Regions from separate parts of the Mus musculus genome. Here region 1 is linked to region 2. A link is a contact called in public ChIA-PET data. All regions are on one chromosome and are shown on one strand. Each heading gives the region's core, a stretch centred on a gene start, on an enhancer-like site or on the middle of the called end of the contact. The rest is flanking DNA. Distances are from core to core; before and after follow the strand shown. Region 1 has its middle 9.9 kb from the start of Gm24224. Region 2 holds the start of Mrps11 (mitochondrial ribosomal protein S11).

What was found. ChIA-PET counts read pairs in DNA pulled down with a chosen protein or histone mark.
Region 1: a contact with region 2 is called in an RNA polymerase II ChIA-PET map of memory CD8 T cells, with 14 read pairs. The contact joins the enhancer-like site here to the promoter of Mrps11 in region 2. A contact is called at or near these places in 2 of 39 promoter capture datasets (liver and pre-B cells), 7 of 484 Hi-C or Micro-C datasets (B cells, the G1E-ER4 cell line, the N1E-115 cell line and 3 more), 3 of 115 datasets of contacts at active chromatin or transcription factors (astrocytes, large pre-B cells and memory CD8 T cells) and 1 of 9 other capture datasets (liver).

What each region holds. Positions count from the first base shown.
Region 1 is chr7:79,361,968-79,365,435 of GRCm38.p6, reverse strand. No RefSeq gene overlaps it. Among named protein-coding and RNA genes, the nearest start is that of Gm24224, 9.9 kb to the right of the region's middle. Within about 2 kb of position 1,850, at least 137 of the 459 cell types and tissues checked have an H3K27ac peak or open chromatin away from gene starts, as enhancers often do. A contact at or near this core is called in B cells, the G1E-ER4 cell line, astrocytes and 3 more, where this site is marked.
Region 2 is chr7:78,781,540-78,784,862 of GRCm38.p6, reverse strand. It overlaps Mrps11 (mitochondrial ribosomal protein S11), which reads right to left and starts at 1,732. Exons shown (of 6, transcript NM_026498.2): 1 at 1,440-1,732; 2 at 1,183-1,290. The coding sequence starts at 1,504. Mrpl46 (mitochondrial ribosomal protein L46) reads left to right here and starts at 1,774. Exons shown (of 4, transcript NM_023331.2): 1 at 1,774-2,056; 2 at 3,277-3,323. The coding sequence starts at 1,835.

The DNA.
Region 1 (3,468 bases), core at 601-3,100, 580 kb before region 2:
TGTTTGTAATGATCTTTGTTTACCACCACAGATTCCAAAAGTAACGTTGAGAACAGAAAACAATCAAGGACGCCATTGTTTAGTATAATTTCTTAATAAAGGTAAATATCCTCATATTTAGAAAAAATTGCATTGCTCATTGCAAGTCCGAAACACCTGCTGCTGGAAGAGTCAGAAGACCCAGCAGCACAGGGGCTTTTAGAGCACAAACTCCAAAATACAGTATTTCCAGGGCAGCCTCTGGAGTTCCGTGAAACCCAGAGAGAACAAAACAAAACTCATCAGAATCAGGAATGTGAAAGTGATGGTTCTCAAAAAAAAAAAAAAAAAAAAAAAAAAAAATCAATCTGGAAGCAGAATCTGCCAACGTAAGACAGTGGTCGGTTGGAGTCTACCTGGGAAAAGGAGGGAGGTGAGCTGGCCCCTCCCCCACCCCAGCCCTGGTCAATAAGGCAGCGGCAGTGGGGGAAAAGTTGCAAACTCAGGTATAGTGAAGGTCTGCCTGAGGCTGCGGGAGAGAGCCAGGTCACCTGGAATGGGTGTGGAGAGGTAACAGGGCACTACATGGATTTGTGCTTTAGGAAAACTAAAGAGGCCAGAATGAAGACCAAAGCGAGCCCAGCTCCTATCACCAGGAACCAGGTTCCCTCAGGAGAGCAGCCTGGGAGAGTGGCGGTTGGCCCTGGGGACCGAGGAGGTCAGCAATGATTTCAGGTGATGTTGACTGCTCTGTGTCTGTGGTCTGGGGGGCAGAATGCCCACCGAGACTAAGGGTGATCCTATAGGCGCTAGAAATGGACTGTCCCCAATTTATGGCAACAGAAGATTACTTGGCTAATGGGGACCAGTTATAGATTTCCTAATTGACAGGAGTCTAGTAAAAAGTTGTGAATTTTCTGAACCTCGCCATGTCAGTCTTAATCTACCAATTAGAAATTGATTTCAGCTTCTTTATTAGGCATTGGTGAAAGCTCTACCTATGTATACGCTAGGAAAAAAACAGCTGGAAAACATGGCAGACAGACTCTTCCAAAGGAGACAGCTGTCTGTGTTCTGGGTGTCTGGGGATAGTTGGCAAGCTGTACTCTGTAGCCTGTTGCTAAGGACCACTTCAGGAGGATGCTGGGCTGTAGCACCTGGAGGCAGCAAGGCCAGCAGAGCAGCCTTTGCTCTGGATGCTGTTGGGGTTCCTTAGCCAGCAGGGGCCTGCTCCTGTGTCCTTAGCTATAAACATAGTTTGGGAAAATTGACCCCAGGCAGAGGGGACAACTGTCCTTTGCTTAGCTAACAGGTGGAAGAAACTTGGCCCTCAATGGCTTGGTCTCTAAATGCCAAGCAGGCCCCTTTTGGAAGCATTTGAGTGATCTAATGTGGCTTTGAAAGAGAGTAAGGCCAAGACGACGGGTGGGTGGAGGGGCTTAGATCCAGATCACTCATGTTGTTGGGGTGAGAGGTGGGGGTGATGTCATAGGAGCCTCCAGGCCACCTGAGGAAATTCTCTGGTTTGGCTGTGGCTTTGCTTCAGACTTTCATAGGAGAAGAGTTTGAATTCTTAGGCCACAATGTTGTCATACCAGGGGATTTTCTAGAGGCAAGTTAAGGCTTTGTGGGTAAAGAAAACAATTCCAGATGATACTGTGACAGGATGCTGAGGTGACATGCTTCCTAAGAACTCTCTCATGTGCCTAAAGGAAGAAAACCCAGGGGTTCCTTCAACTCCACAAGTCCTGTCTCCACACCCCCACACCCACTTCCTCCTTCTTTTAAAACTGTCACTCAAGTCAGGATCAAGGCCACAGGAAAAGAAAAGCCTCTCACATCTCTAACACCTGCTTCCGGGGCAAACATAAACACGTGCTCTGTATCTCCGGACCTGGCAAACTCTATCTCAAGTCAGCCACTTACAAAGAGGGCTCTCATCCGGATGCCAGCCAGATAAGCTCAGCCACCCAGAAGGTTCAGCTGAGCCAGAGCGAGCCTGCCCAGGAAGGACCTCTGGCTTGGCAACCATCCACCCTTAGCCTGGTCACACTGAAGACCGAGGCACTCTCCTCATTACTGTGGCTCTCACCCGCTACAGTCACAAGACTACCCTCAGAATAGCAAGGAAACGGTCATGACGGTCAAGACTAGGAAGAGAGGCCAGAGACGGGGTTTTGGATGTTGCCTCGTGTCCTAACTAGGAAAAGTTGAATGCACACGCGCCTTCTCTCTCTTAAGATGAAGATGAGCTTAGGGGTCAGGGTTCACTCCCTTCTACGTGCAACTTCAGACACACTTAACAATGATGGAGAGAATGATTCACAAGTGAGTGAAGCAGCCTCAGAGATGCTATAGAACAAGGTAACAGGTTCAAGAGAGGTGAAGTGACTTGCCCGTGTGTCCGGCATGAGTCAGAGCCAGTGGGGGTGAGCAACCAGGTCTCCTGACGCTGGTTCTGTAACACCATGTGAATAAAGGAAGACACCCTTAGAGGAATGTTTCAGTAGATCCCAAGGTTCCCTGTGAGTGTAGGATACCACAGGCGTGAGAGGGATACACTGACACGTTTTCCACCTTCACTCTGCTCTGGCATGGAAGACACAAAGTTGGTGCAGGAAAGAACGGGCGTTCAAGTCTGCAAGCTTCCCTGCTAACTAGGCAGTCTTGATCATCATTTTGATGCTAGGTAATCCTAATTTGACTGAAGTCCATGGTTTCCAATTATTTGGGAAGCAGGGAGTACAACTGGAATAATATAGGTGCACTCCGCACTTGGGTCTTAATGTTATTCCAGCCACAGAATTGTCTACATCTATGTAATTTATATCCTTGATTTAAAAACAGAATACTCTCTAAACGCTAGAGCGAGGCAGCCCAGAGGAAGGAAAGCAGCCGACCTACATAGAGGGCTGTCCTCCCATTCATTAGGCAAAGCTGGCACCTCCACAGTCATGCCTCTGTACTCTCATTCAGGGCCAAACAAGAATTTTCCTGTCCGACTGCCACGGTCACGGTCTCATTTCCATGTCTGAGAGCCCAAAACTTAAATAAAGAGCCTCAGTTGATTTCATGTGAAGCAAAATGGAATGCCAGTGCCATTCAGAGTGACACACTAAGGAGGCTTCAGCTGGTACACGTCCCCTCCCCCAGCCCCAGGGAGGGCCTGGATCTCTAGGCGTATGGCAGCTCCACCTCTCCCCAGTGGGCCTCCAGGCCTGTTGCTTGGACCAGGCTCCCAGGACAACCTCCCACTTCCTCCTAAGTATGACAAAAGGGGGCACCCAAGCTTTGTCAGGACTTGGGAAGAGATGGCCTCGGGCAAGCAAAGGGAGCCCCTCACTTCCAGGGACGGTGACTCGACTCTGTGACCTTATTGCTCTCATTAAAAGTCTTCAGGGATGAAGGCAGGAAACAGGAACTGTGTGTGAGGCTTCTAGATTATGGCTGCGGTAGGGTGGAGGGAAAAATCGATAGAGAAGGATTCAC
Region 2 (3,323 bases), core at 483-2,982:
TTGCCTGCTTTACTGTTGGAGCAGGGACAGAACCCCAACAATCCTAGTAGTGTCTGGGATTGCCAAATGAACGGCTACAACGGTCCTGGATCAAATTCCATCAGTAGCTCCTCGTTGCCTGCAGGGGATAAAGTGTAAAAGCTCTAGGGAGACAGGGCTGTCCTCTGCCATTTGGATCCTTCTAGAGCAGTGGTCCTCAGTGTTCTTAATGCTGTGACCCTTTAATACAGTTCCTTATACTGTGGTGACCCCCAGCCATAAAATTATTTTCGTTGCTACTTCCTAACTGTGATTTTGCTACTGTTATGAATCGTAACGTATGTATGTGTGTTTTCTGATGGCCTTAGGAACCCCAAAGGGGTTGCAACCCACAGGTTCCGAAATGCCTTTCTAGAGGCATCACAAGCCAGTTCTGACAGCCTGCCTTTCCACAGACGTTACCCTTGCCTGCCACGATCACAATGATCTTGTCCAGCTGAGATCCTAGTCACTTCCACAGTCCACGGTACTTAGTCTTTCCTGAATTCCTCAAGTGTGCCTTACTCTCTTAAATGTCCAGCCAGTTCTTACCTCTATTATCCTTTTGATCAGATTATGGTTAATACATTTGCCTGTGTGTTGTTTTTGCAAGTTGTGTACTACTTCTGGGGAGACATAACCTATATTTCCTGTATTTATCCTGGTACTCAACAGGTAGTAGTAGCTTTTGTAACTGTTAAACAGATGTGAAGGTAAGTGAACATATATACCGCCTGCATATTAAGTATTTCTACTAGTGGGATGCTGCAGGATGCCAGGTCCCAGGGCTAGGCACGAAATTAAGAAAGGCACAATCTAGATGTGCAGTTAGTGTGGTTCTTCAAGACATTTTATGTTGGAGGCAGAGAAAGCTGCTAGTCGGATCTAAAGCTTATCTCACAAGGAAAAGAAAGCTGGTATTTATATACATTGGACACTTAGCTAACAGTTGCTAATTGAACAGCTACCTTATGCCCCTGCTCATCCCTCTATTTTCCCAACAACCCCTCTAAGCATTATCTCCACGTATAGTGTGCTGATTTGCACAAGCTCCCACAGATGGCAAATGACAGCCAGGAATTAACTTTTTCTATGATTTTGGACGGTGTCGGGCAGAAGTCACAGGATGCAACTTTCCAGAGCGCTGCATCCACTTACCCTCACCTGAAGCGACTTGGAGCCGCTTCCCTTTCAGTGTTCTGCCTGGCAGCTGAGTCTTCTAATCTCGGGGCTCCGGTGTGGATATTCTTAGCTGGGGCAATGCCCACAAACCTGGGGGGCAAAAAAAGAGAGAGAGAGAGAGAGTACGATGAGGGACTGGATTAACGGTATTTTGGGGGGTTCAAGTGGCACATAGGTCTGGAAGGAAGGTAGGCGGGCAGGCTCGAGAGTGACAGTGGGTTCGAAAGAGTAATCCTTACCTGGTCATTCCATGTCCAGCCCAGGACCGCAGGAGCCACGACCCGGAGTTTCTTAAAACCTGCATGACTGAAATTGACCCTCCGCGGCGCTTGGCTTAGCTCGAGCCAGCACCATGAGCCTCTGTGGGGGTGCTCACAGACAGGAAATCACCTGATTGCTCTTAAATAGTCCTGTAAGTATTTTTTCTTCAAATTTAAAGCTCTATAAAACCATTTATGTAGGAACTTTCCCCTTTCTAGTGGTCTAACACTAGAATTTCACCTACCTCCCCCAAAGGGAATGGTTCATTCCACTCGGTAAACCCGCCCCTCGCCGGCCCGCGTTGCCTCATGGGAACCTGGGGTTGGCTGAGGGCTCTGCCGGGCGCCGCGGTACCTTGTGGGAAGACAGAAAGATGGCGGCGCCCGTAGGGCGTACTCTTTTAGGGCTGGCTAGAGGCTGGCGGCAGCTTGACAGGTTCTGGGCAGGTAGTTCTCGTGGCTTGTCCCTTGAGGCTGCGTCCTCAAGCAGCCGGTCTCCATGGCGCTTGTCGGGCGCCTTGTGTCTGCAGCGGCCACCGCTGATCACCAAGGCGCTCACTCCATTGCAGGAAGAGATGGCGGGTCTATTACAGCAGGTAAGGCAGTCACGGGCTTCCTGGTGCGGCGGAGGGAAGCAACAGTATCAAGGAGGTCTTGATTTCCATGGAGACTCTGGTACTTCGTGTGACCTTGAGCAAACGTTTCATTTCTCGACCTTTAGTGACATCTGCAAGATGAAGTTACCGTACTGAGTTGGGTTAGGATATAGCAGGTGTTGAAAGAGTTTAGTTGGCTTGTTTTCTCTTGATCATTCGGTGTGGATAGCTTCCTTCTTGTTCATTCAATACTGTAGGGATCCGGGGGCAAACAGGAATCACTCCCTTTAACTTAGGAGCTCTCAGACTATAGAGAAGTGTTTGTGATGTTAGGACGAAAGTCGTGGTGACTGTGGGCACATCCTTAAGATAATGCGGTAAAGTTTGCTTTACCTCAGGGAGCAATTTCTGTGAAAGACAAAAAACCCAAGTGTTGTTGCTGTTGGGTCAGGAGATAGTGATGGAAGGTCTTCCGTATCCCTAGACTCCAAAAGGCTTTTGTCTGGAGAATACTAATGGAAACTCCCGTCAGTGCTTTTTGCTCAATGTATTCACTCACTTGACTTTTTTTTTTTTTTTTGGTAGTCCTTTTTCTTTCACCATAAAGGTATTCGTAGCCAATACTGTGCGTCTGTGTGCAAAGTGATAGGCAGTTGTGGATGTGACAGGCACATCGCTCTGCTTCGCAGAGAGTTTCCAGGTACTGGAATTAGGGATACAATCAGTAACCAGTCTTATGACTAATTATAGACTTTGGTAAGTGCTATTAAGGAAAACATAGAGTACTAGAAGAGTTTTACACAGGACCACATAGGTTTTATTTTCCTGAGAAGTATCCAGGAATATCTTTCTGAGAAAGAGGTATTTGAGTTGAAATAAGAAGGATGGATAGAAATCTGGAAGAAATGGCATGAGGAGAAAGAGAGACTAGGAAGAAGGATGTTGGAAAGTCTTCATGGCAGGAAAGTCCTTGAATAGATGCTGATCAGAGACGAGTAGACCTAGTGTGTGGGAAGTGGGTCTTCAGTGCCCTCTGTTCTCCTTGACAGTCTTAATGAAGTTCTCCTACTGCCTACTTACAATCCAGTGGGCTTTTTTTTTTTAAATCTGTATAGTGTTTCATTCTATTTCTGATTGTGTTAAGAGTTGTACGTCTGAGCCTGTCAAGGTCACAGAAGCTTTGTTTTTTTTCTTCTTCCTTTTCCTTTTCCCTTTCCCAGATCGAGGTAGAGAGAAGCCTGTATTCAGACCATGAGCTCCGTGCTCT